2 separate regions of the Drosophila melanogaster genome follow, and region 2 is linked to region 1. The links are chromatin contacts, called in public Hi-C maps. All regions are on one chromosome and are shown on one strand. Each heading gives the region's core, a stretch centred on a gene start, on an enhancer-like site or on the middle of the called end of the contact. The rest is flanking DNA. Distances are from core to core; before and after follow the strand shown. Region 1 holds the start of Nrd1 (Nardilysin). Region 2 holds the start of dah (discontinuous actin hexagon).

Region 1 (3,669 bases), core at 538-3,037:
GCTAATCAGTTCTTTGAGATGCTCCTCATTGTACTCATAGTAGAGCTCCTTGCCGGTGAGAATATCTTTTGGTGGGAAATACTTCAAATTCAGCACCAGCTCCTGTACATTATCAAAGGCTGGACGCTGAGCATGGAAACGGAAACCGGTTTCCTCATTGCGCTGTTGCTCCTCGTAAACATCCTTCATGGAACCGCAGTTGGCGAAGAGCTTGACGTAGGCAAACGTTGCGGCCAGGACCTCGTCCAGATTCTTAAATCCCTCGTCGGTGAGATAAATGCAAATGTTAAACAGGGAATACATGGAGTTCATATCGAAGCCGTTTTCATCGATGCCAGCAATCAGTTGGAGAGCCCATAAGCGGCGTCTCAGGTAGGCGCACAGGCTGCCACGTCCCTCGTAGCCCAGCAGATACGAGAGGAACTGGTCGGGCTTGCTGCGGTAATACTGACGCACATTCGGCAGCACCCAAGTCAGCTCCAGTTTGGTCTCGTTCTCCACCGGCTTGACGAAGAAGACTTGCTCGTGGAACTCGGCCTTAAAGGCGTCCTTGTAGTTGAAGCTGCTCAAATCGGGAGCCTTCACCTCATTGTGCGGAATACCAGAGAAGTGGCGCACCACGAGTGATTCCAGCTCATCGATGGGCAAACGAGCCTGCAGGCAAACGTACATGCGATTGGCGCCATAGTGCTCTTTGCGGATCTCGTGCAAAATCTTGTGCAGCTCCGCGTCGTCAACGTTCTCTTTTAGCGACTTCATATTGCCCCAGGCAAAGGTGCCGTGGGGGAAACCTTTCGTGGCCAAACTGGCCAGCAGTTGATCACGCCTGGTCTCATCATCCTGAAGAATCTGCTGGAACTCTGAGTCCACAGCGCTGCGCTCGCGTTGCATAGCCTCTTGCTTCATCAGTGGCGCCTTCATCAGGGCCGTAAAATAGTCCAAACTGGAGTCCAGATGCTTCTCGGCTACCTCAAAATAGAAAAGCGTGTCCTCGCAGTCAGTGTTGGCATTGGCAAAGCCGCCGCATTTCTTAATATGTGCATCGAAAATGTTCTCCTTTGGGTACTTCTCTGAGCCCATAAAGATCATGTGCTCGAGAAAGTGTGCCAGTCCCTGGTATTTTGTGGGCTCAGCAAAAGACCCATAGTCAATCAATAGGGCGCAGGCGGCCAGCTTTTCGTCACCTTCCTCGCTGCTCGATTCCTCGCTGCTTTCACTATCGGTGGAGGTAGATGAGGTGGATTCACTGCGTGAGATTATGGAACTGCTGGTCGACACGGTCGACTTAGACGAGGACGACTCGGATGTGGTGAAGCCATCGTGTGGCATGGGACTGGGATCGGAGACAATCAACGCATGCAATCCATTCCCCAAGAGAAGTGTCCTAAGTGAAGACCAACCATTGAATCCAGTTCAACTGGGTTAATAGTCCGCTACTTACTTGTAAAGCTTCTTGTCCGTTTCCGACTTGTCCGGTATGTCCAGATACTTGACCTGGTCGGTCATTTTGCACAACGAGCTGTATGTGATCGCCCGTACGCCGGCTAATTGAGTAATTGGGCTCCGGCGTTTTGTACGTACGTGAAATTCGAATCGTCTAAACAAATGTGCGCTGTATCGCTGCCAGAGCATGCAAAACTCGAATGAGAATGAGACTTATGGCAATCCGTATCAACTGGGATCGGAGCTATGGAAAATCCACGGGGAAAAAATCACAGGCTGTCAAATAGCAAACGCAAAGGCAACTATTTTATATGTTAACGATACAAACTATTAATCGAAAGACGTGGGCTTAGTGATGGACCAGGTCCTTGGGTGTCGCCTTATCGATAACGTCGCAAATGTCAAATGGCTTGTGTGGCGGTATTTTTACATATAGGGAAATGAAAATTGGAAAACATTTTGTGATGTATGACAGTGTTCTTCATAGCTAATTGATTAGTGATTCAGTGTGGTCTTAGACGAAGAAAAAAAACCACACATAACAATTCTATCAATAGGTAATAAAAAATACCAAAAGCTTTGCACCGATTGGCGCGTGCAGATATCGAGAACCGATAGGCTTCGATAGGTTTGGACAAATAACGTCTGGTATCGAAAGGAAATTGTGTTGATTCCAAATAAATCCGATTCCAGCGGAGATGCAGTCGCGCAGCAAGTCCGATATGAAGCCCATACGAAAGGAGATCCTCAATCCGGGAAACGCCTACATCGAGCTAACCCCGGGCACCAGGGTGAGTTACTAAAACCGCTTGGCAGTTTGGCAGGTTTAGTTCCATCTGCGACAGCAAAAGCAAAACAGTGGGAAAATGGGCCAAGGCCAGTGGGTGGTGCAGCCAACAGAGACTCACTCCTCATGATATTGGCCTTTTCCAGGTGAAGTTCCACTTTCAAACGCGGAGGGCCGGCGACAGTCGCATCATCGATGATAGCCGCAAGATGGAGAAGCCCATGGAGCTGGTCCTGGGGAAGAAGTTTAAGCTAGAGGTCTGGGAGCTGATTGTGCAGCAGATGTCCCTTAACGAAGTGGCCAAGTTCACGGTACATAAGTCGGTAAGGGAATATGATATACACAGAGTCTGGACAACCTGATACCCACTGATCTAATTATTCTCCGAACTCTGGCACCTGCAGCTCTGCGCTCAATATCCTTTTATATCCAAGACCCTGCGGGACATTGGCAAGAAACCGGAGGAGCGACGTCACTGCTGCGGAATGACATTGCAGAACGAGGGCATTGGGTACACCGACCTGGATGAGCTGCTGCAAAATCCTTCCGATCTGGAGTTCATCATTGAACTGTTCTCCATTGAGCTGCCCGAGCAGTACGAAAAAGAGCGCTGGCAGATGTCCGACGACGAAAAGATGCTGGCCACCAGTACGCTGCGCGAACGGGGCAACAACTTCTATAAGGCCAGTCGGTTCACAGAGGCGGAGACCTGCTACCGCGAGGCTGTCGGAATTGTGGAGCAGCTGATGCTAAAGGAGAAGCCGCACGACGAGGAGTGGCAGGAGCTGGCGGCCATCAAGACACCGCTGTTGTTGAACTACGCGCAATGTCGGTTGATCGCCGGCGACTTCTACGCTGTGATCGAGCACTGCAACGAGGTGCTCACCCTGGATCCGCGCAATGTCAAGGCACTTTTTCGTCGGGCCAAGGCCCATGCGGGTGCCTGGAATCCAGCACAGGCACGTCGCGACTTCCTCGACGCCTTGGCCTTGGACGCCAGCCTCAAGTCGACCGTGTCTAAGGAGCTCAAGTCCATCGAGGATCAGCAGCAGGCACGTAACGTCCAGGATCGCATTCACATGCAGAAGCTCTTCTAGAACATAAGTTGCGTCAACGTGCTGCTCATGCTGCTTGTCTATTGGAGCAGCTACCTGCAGCGCTAGCAGTACTTGTCACTACCTTCTTTTCTTTCGCTGGCCGTCAGCTTCGCTCATGGTCTCGTGCTGCTCTGCTCGATGGCGAACCTATTCCTCTGCTGCTGGACCCTCAAGAAGCTGCTGCGAGCAATGCAGGGGCTCAGCTGGTGATTTTGCGACAACATAACACAATCAACCAACTCGGTACCATACCACCTCATTTTGTGAGAGCTGCATTTTGGGGCACTATATGCCCATACTCATCCTCCGCCTCGATTCACATTCAACGGTGTAGGCTAAAGG
Region 2 (3,669 bases), core at 360-2,859, 3.5 Mb after region 1:
AGCGAAAACAAAAAACAAAAACAAAAACAGGCATTTGTACATAACAAGCCAGCAATTAGTTACCAAATTAGATATTAACTAAATTAAGATATAATAACATTGTAAATAAATATAGCTGTAAGCCCCGTAGCTAATGCTATACTATCTAAGTTAGTCTAGTTTTGTAAACTATTCTATCTATCATAATAATAATAATAATTTGTATAAGTGCAAACTGAACAGAGAAACCTTGTAGCCCAACTTTTAGCATAGCATAATTTATTCAATTCAACTCTGAAGCAGCGCTATTTGTCGACCGACCGCCCCCGAAAATGAAGAACAAAGCCACATTGGATGGATCTCGATGTGGTTTCGCTTTGATTTCGTACCTTATGATCATTTTAGTTAACATTTCGAAATATACAAATGCTAAATTGATTTGCAGACAGACCCTTAACTTTCTATACTCTAAGCAGACAGGTTTCAAGTTCTCAACCGCAAACCAAGCCGCCATCACACTGAAAACCAATTGCAGATACAAATCAAACGAGCAATTCAAATAACTCGATGAACCAAAACAGAAACACAGCCAGCAAACCAGTCGCAGCGAAAGAAAGAACTTTAATCTGAAAGAAAGGAACTTTATACATATAGAATCTATAGAAGTATGTGCAATTAAGTGAGCTAAAACTATACCTTAAACCTTGTAAAAATCGAGCCTTCACTTGAATCCTTCAGTCGACGAGAGCAGTGGATTCAGGTGGAGTTAGGAACATCCCCAACATCCATGTGCCCCAATCCCATCAGCTACGATTATGGCCGTACTTTTAACTAAGCAAATCGATGGAAATTTATATCTCGCCTCACGCCCCCCCTAGCATAAATGGCAAACGCGCATTGCAAATGAAGAGCGAACGATCTTTATATACATACATATAAACACACACACACACACGCCCAAACACATATTATAATTAGTGATTGATATAATGTGAACGCAAACATCTGTGTGCGTTTGTCGTGGATTCGCATACGGAAGCGGGAGAATGCTTTTAAAAGGCAAAAAAAAAAGTTAAATAAACTAATTACGAACCCTTCTTCGAACGCCCAGCCCCGCCCCGCCCCGCCACAACACTCACATATAAACTTGGCATATTATAATATTGATATAAGCAAACAAAAAACAACAAGCGAAATGATAAGAAACCCACTATTTTAAATCGAAAGCAAAGTAAATGAAAAACAAAATAGCATAAGTGAATGTAATTGCAATGGAATGATGCAAATATACATAAAATATATATTTAATTTTAAAATCTATGTGACACTCTTTCCATTTCCTCGTTTTGGGTAATTATTCGCATTCAAAAGAAGGGTTTTTAAATAACTTTGTTTTGTTTTTGAAATTGGGAAAATACTATGGTGAACCCAAGTTGTTCAGTTTACATTTCCCGTTGCTCAAACTTATTTACCAATTATTATATCATGGTCAAATATTCTTAGAACGAACGGATGACTTAATTAATGATAATAATAATTTTGAATCAAATTTAAAGCGCTAACGGTTCGGCGAAGTGATATCGATAACACGCGCGGCGTTGCCACCTCACGCCACACAATTTGACTTTTGCGCTAACGGAAGAGGAAGAGATCGCGAGAAACGACGCGTTTAAAAGAGACTGAAATTAATTCGAGAATCAAGGGAAATATATAACAATAAACGCCTGACAAAATGCTGAGATCGTCGGTGCCCGTGCAGCTGACAAAACTGCGAAATAGCGCCGAGGCCGTGGCGTCCATTGCCCGCGAAAAGGGATCCCAAGGTGGCCAAGGACAAAAGCAACAGGTGGACAAAGAGCTATCCACCATCATGGATGACTTGCAGCGGGATTACGGGAATTACAAGTACACGGTATACCGGTGCGCCAGTAAATTTGTGGCGCTGCAAAAGATATTTCACAGTGAGTCAGTCGCGTAGGTGGTCCATTCGAAGGAGTCCCCAAGGATTAACCTTCAAATTGCAGCTGGAAAAATCCCCTACAAGCTGGTTTTGGCCATTTTGGATCGCCATAACTTGAGTGGTGGCCTGGAACTGATGGTTCCTCCATTCCAGTTGACCTCCCTGCTGCACGATGTATACTTTGCCTGCGAGAAACTAGGCCATTTCAACCAGGATGCGAACTATAAACTGGACAGGGCAACCGGGCTGTTGGCCAACTTCTTCTGGAATGTCTACGATCCGTGGGTTGAGTTTCTGGCATCTTAAGAATATGTCTGATATTTGATTGGTTTCGCTAGGCAACGCAGACACTCCATATCCCTGTTAGAGATCAGGATCACCTTCATACTGCTGTGCAAGCTATATAGCAGCGATCACCTGGTGGGCGACATCTTTGGCCTGCTGGCCGATCCCAAGTCGCAGATCATCTCCAGATATGCATTCGAACAGCTCCTAGCCACGCTGAGCAAGTTACTCAGCTATTTGGGCGAGGCCAAGGCCTATGGCGTCCACAATCTTCCGTTGGCTATGGAGCAGTGCTTTGCCCGCTGTCCGCATGGCGTTGGTGGACTGACCGAGCCGCAGTTCCACAAACTCTGGACGGGAGCGGGTGTCCAGACGAGATTCCTGATCTATGGCAATCTGCTGGCACTGGTGAAACGCATCGAGGACACCGAGCATTTGATTCACAGTAATTCTTGTGCCGGCTGCCGCAAGGAGCACATTGTGGGCATACGTTTCCGGTGTCAGGTGTGTAGGGATATATCGTTGTGCCTGCCCTGCTTTGCAGTGGGCTTCGCTGGTGGTCGCCACGAGCCGGGTCATCGGATGTGCGAGGTCTTCGTGGAGGATCAGCCGCCATTGCGTTGGACCCGCCACCTGGCCAGGCTGTGCGGCTGGCTGGTGATGCCGCGCAAAACACAGGAGGAGGAGCGTCGCGGCTTCTGTAATGCGCAGGAGAGTGGGCCCGCCTTGGGTCAATCCGCTGCCACGCCCATTCCCGCAGAGACGCGCAGTGTGCGCAGTCAGTGCCAGGAGAAGGACCGCACAGTTGTCCTGCAGCAACAGCAGCAGGAGCTCTGCTCCCTGACGGGTCTAGCCAGCGAGGCGTCCAGCAGGCTGCAGTCCATCATCGATCGATTGCTTTTGCAAAATGCGTGGGTGTTTTCCCTTCTTTCGCCACACTTGTTAGCCAAGCCTTAAGGTTCTCTTGCATTTCAGGAAGCTGGAAACCCAGCTGCAAACAGTGGCCACCGCATCTAGTTCGGAAATATCGCAGTTTCTGAGCGCCCATCAGTGCTTTCTGCTGCAGATTATCGAGGATATGCGACAGCTATCAGTGAGTTTTCCAAACATTCGGCCCATTTAAGCTGAGCTAACTCCATTTATATACACTTGCAGCATGCCTCAGCGGTAACTTCGCCGCCACCTGCGCCAGCTGCCCAAGTGGCGCCTTCAGCTGCGCCCCTAGTCAGCTCCACGTTCCTTAGCTCCAGCACGCCTCAGCGACAGATGCTATTCGACATGTATGCGCCCGTGGGTGCCAATCTCACGCACTCCAGTAAGAAGAGAACCTTCAACAGAGCCATGAGACAGCTCCACTAAGTTAATCGTTTCTTGTAGTAAATGGCGCCGACTTGAATCGCAGCTATCTGGAGGCAAACAAATCGGATTACTCGCTCAACGACATA

Evidence for each region. Hi-C and Micro-C count contacts between places; a contact is called where the count stands out from the background.
Region 2: a contact with region 1 is called in a Hi-C map of the Kc167 cell line, with 2.8 times the contacts expected there. The contact joins the promoter of dah here to the promoter of Nrd1 in region 1. A contact is called at or near these places in 3 of 107 Hi-C or Micro-C datasets (the Kc167 cell line and embryo).

The regions. Positions count from the first base shown.
Region 1 is chrX:11,867,106-11,870,774 of dm6, forward strand. Nrd1 (Nardilysin) reads right to left here and starts at 1,788. Exons shown (of 4, transcript NM_132529.4): 1 at 1,442-1,788; 2 at 1-1,384. The coding sequence starts at 1,632. CG1847 reads left to right here and starts at 2,065. Exons shown (of 3, transcript NM_167311.3): 1 at 2,065-2,234; 2 at 2,377-2,553; 3 at 2,635-3,669. The coding sequence starts at 2,142. The coding sequence ends at 3,393.
Region 2 is chrX:15,326,733-15,330,401 of dm6, forward strand. dah (discontinuous actin hexagon) reads left to right here and starts at 1,610. Exons shown (of 6, transcript NM_078607.3): 1 at 1,610-1,940; 2 at 2,004-2,220; 3 at 2,278-3,135; 4 at 3,200-3,317; 5 at 3,380-3,539; 6 at 3,602-3,669. The coding sequence starts at 1,712. Top1 (Topoisomerase 1) reads left to right here. Exons shown (of 8, transcript NM_001014742.2): 8 at 1-1,297.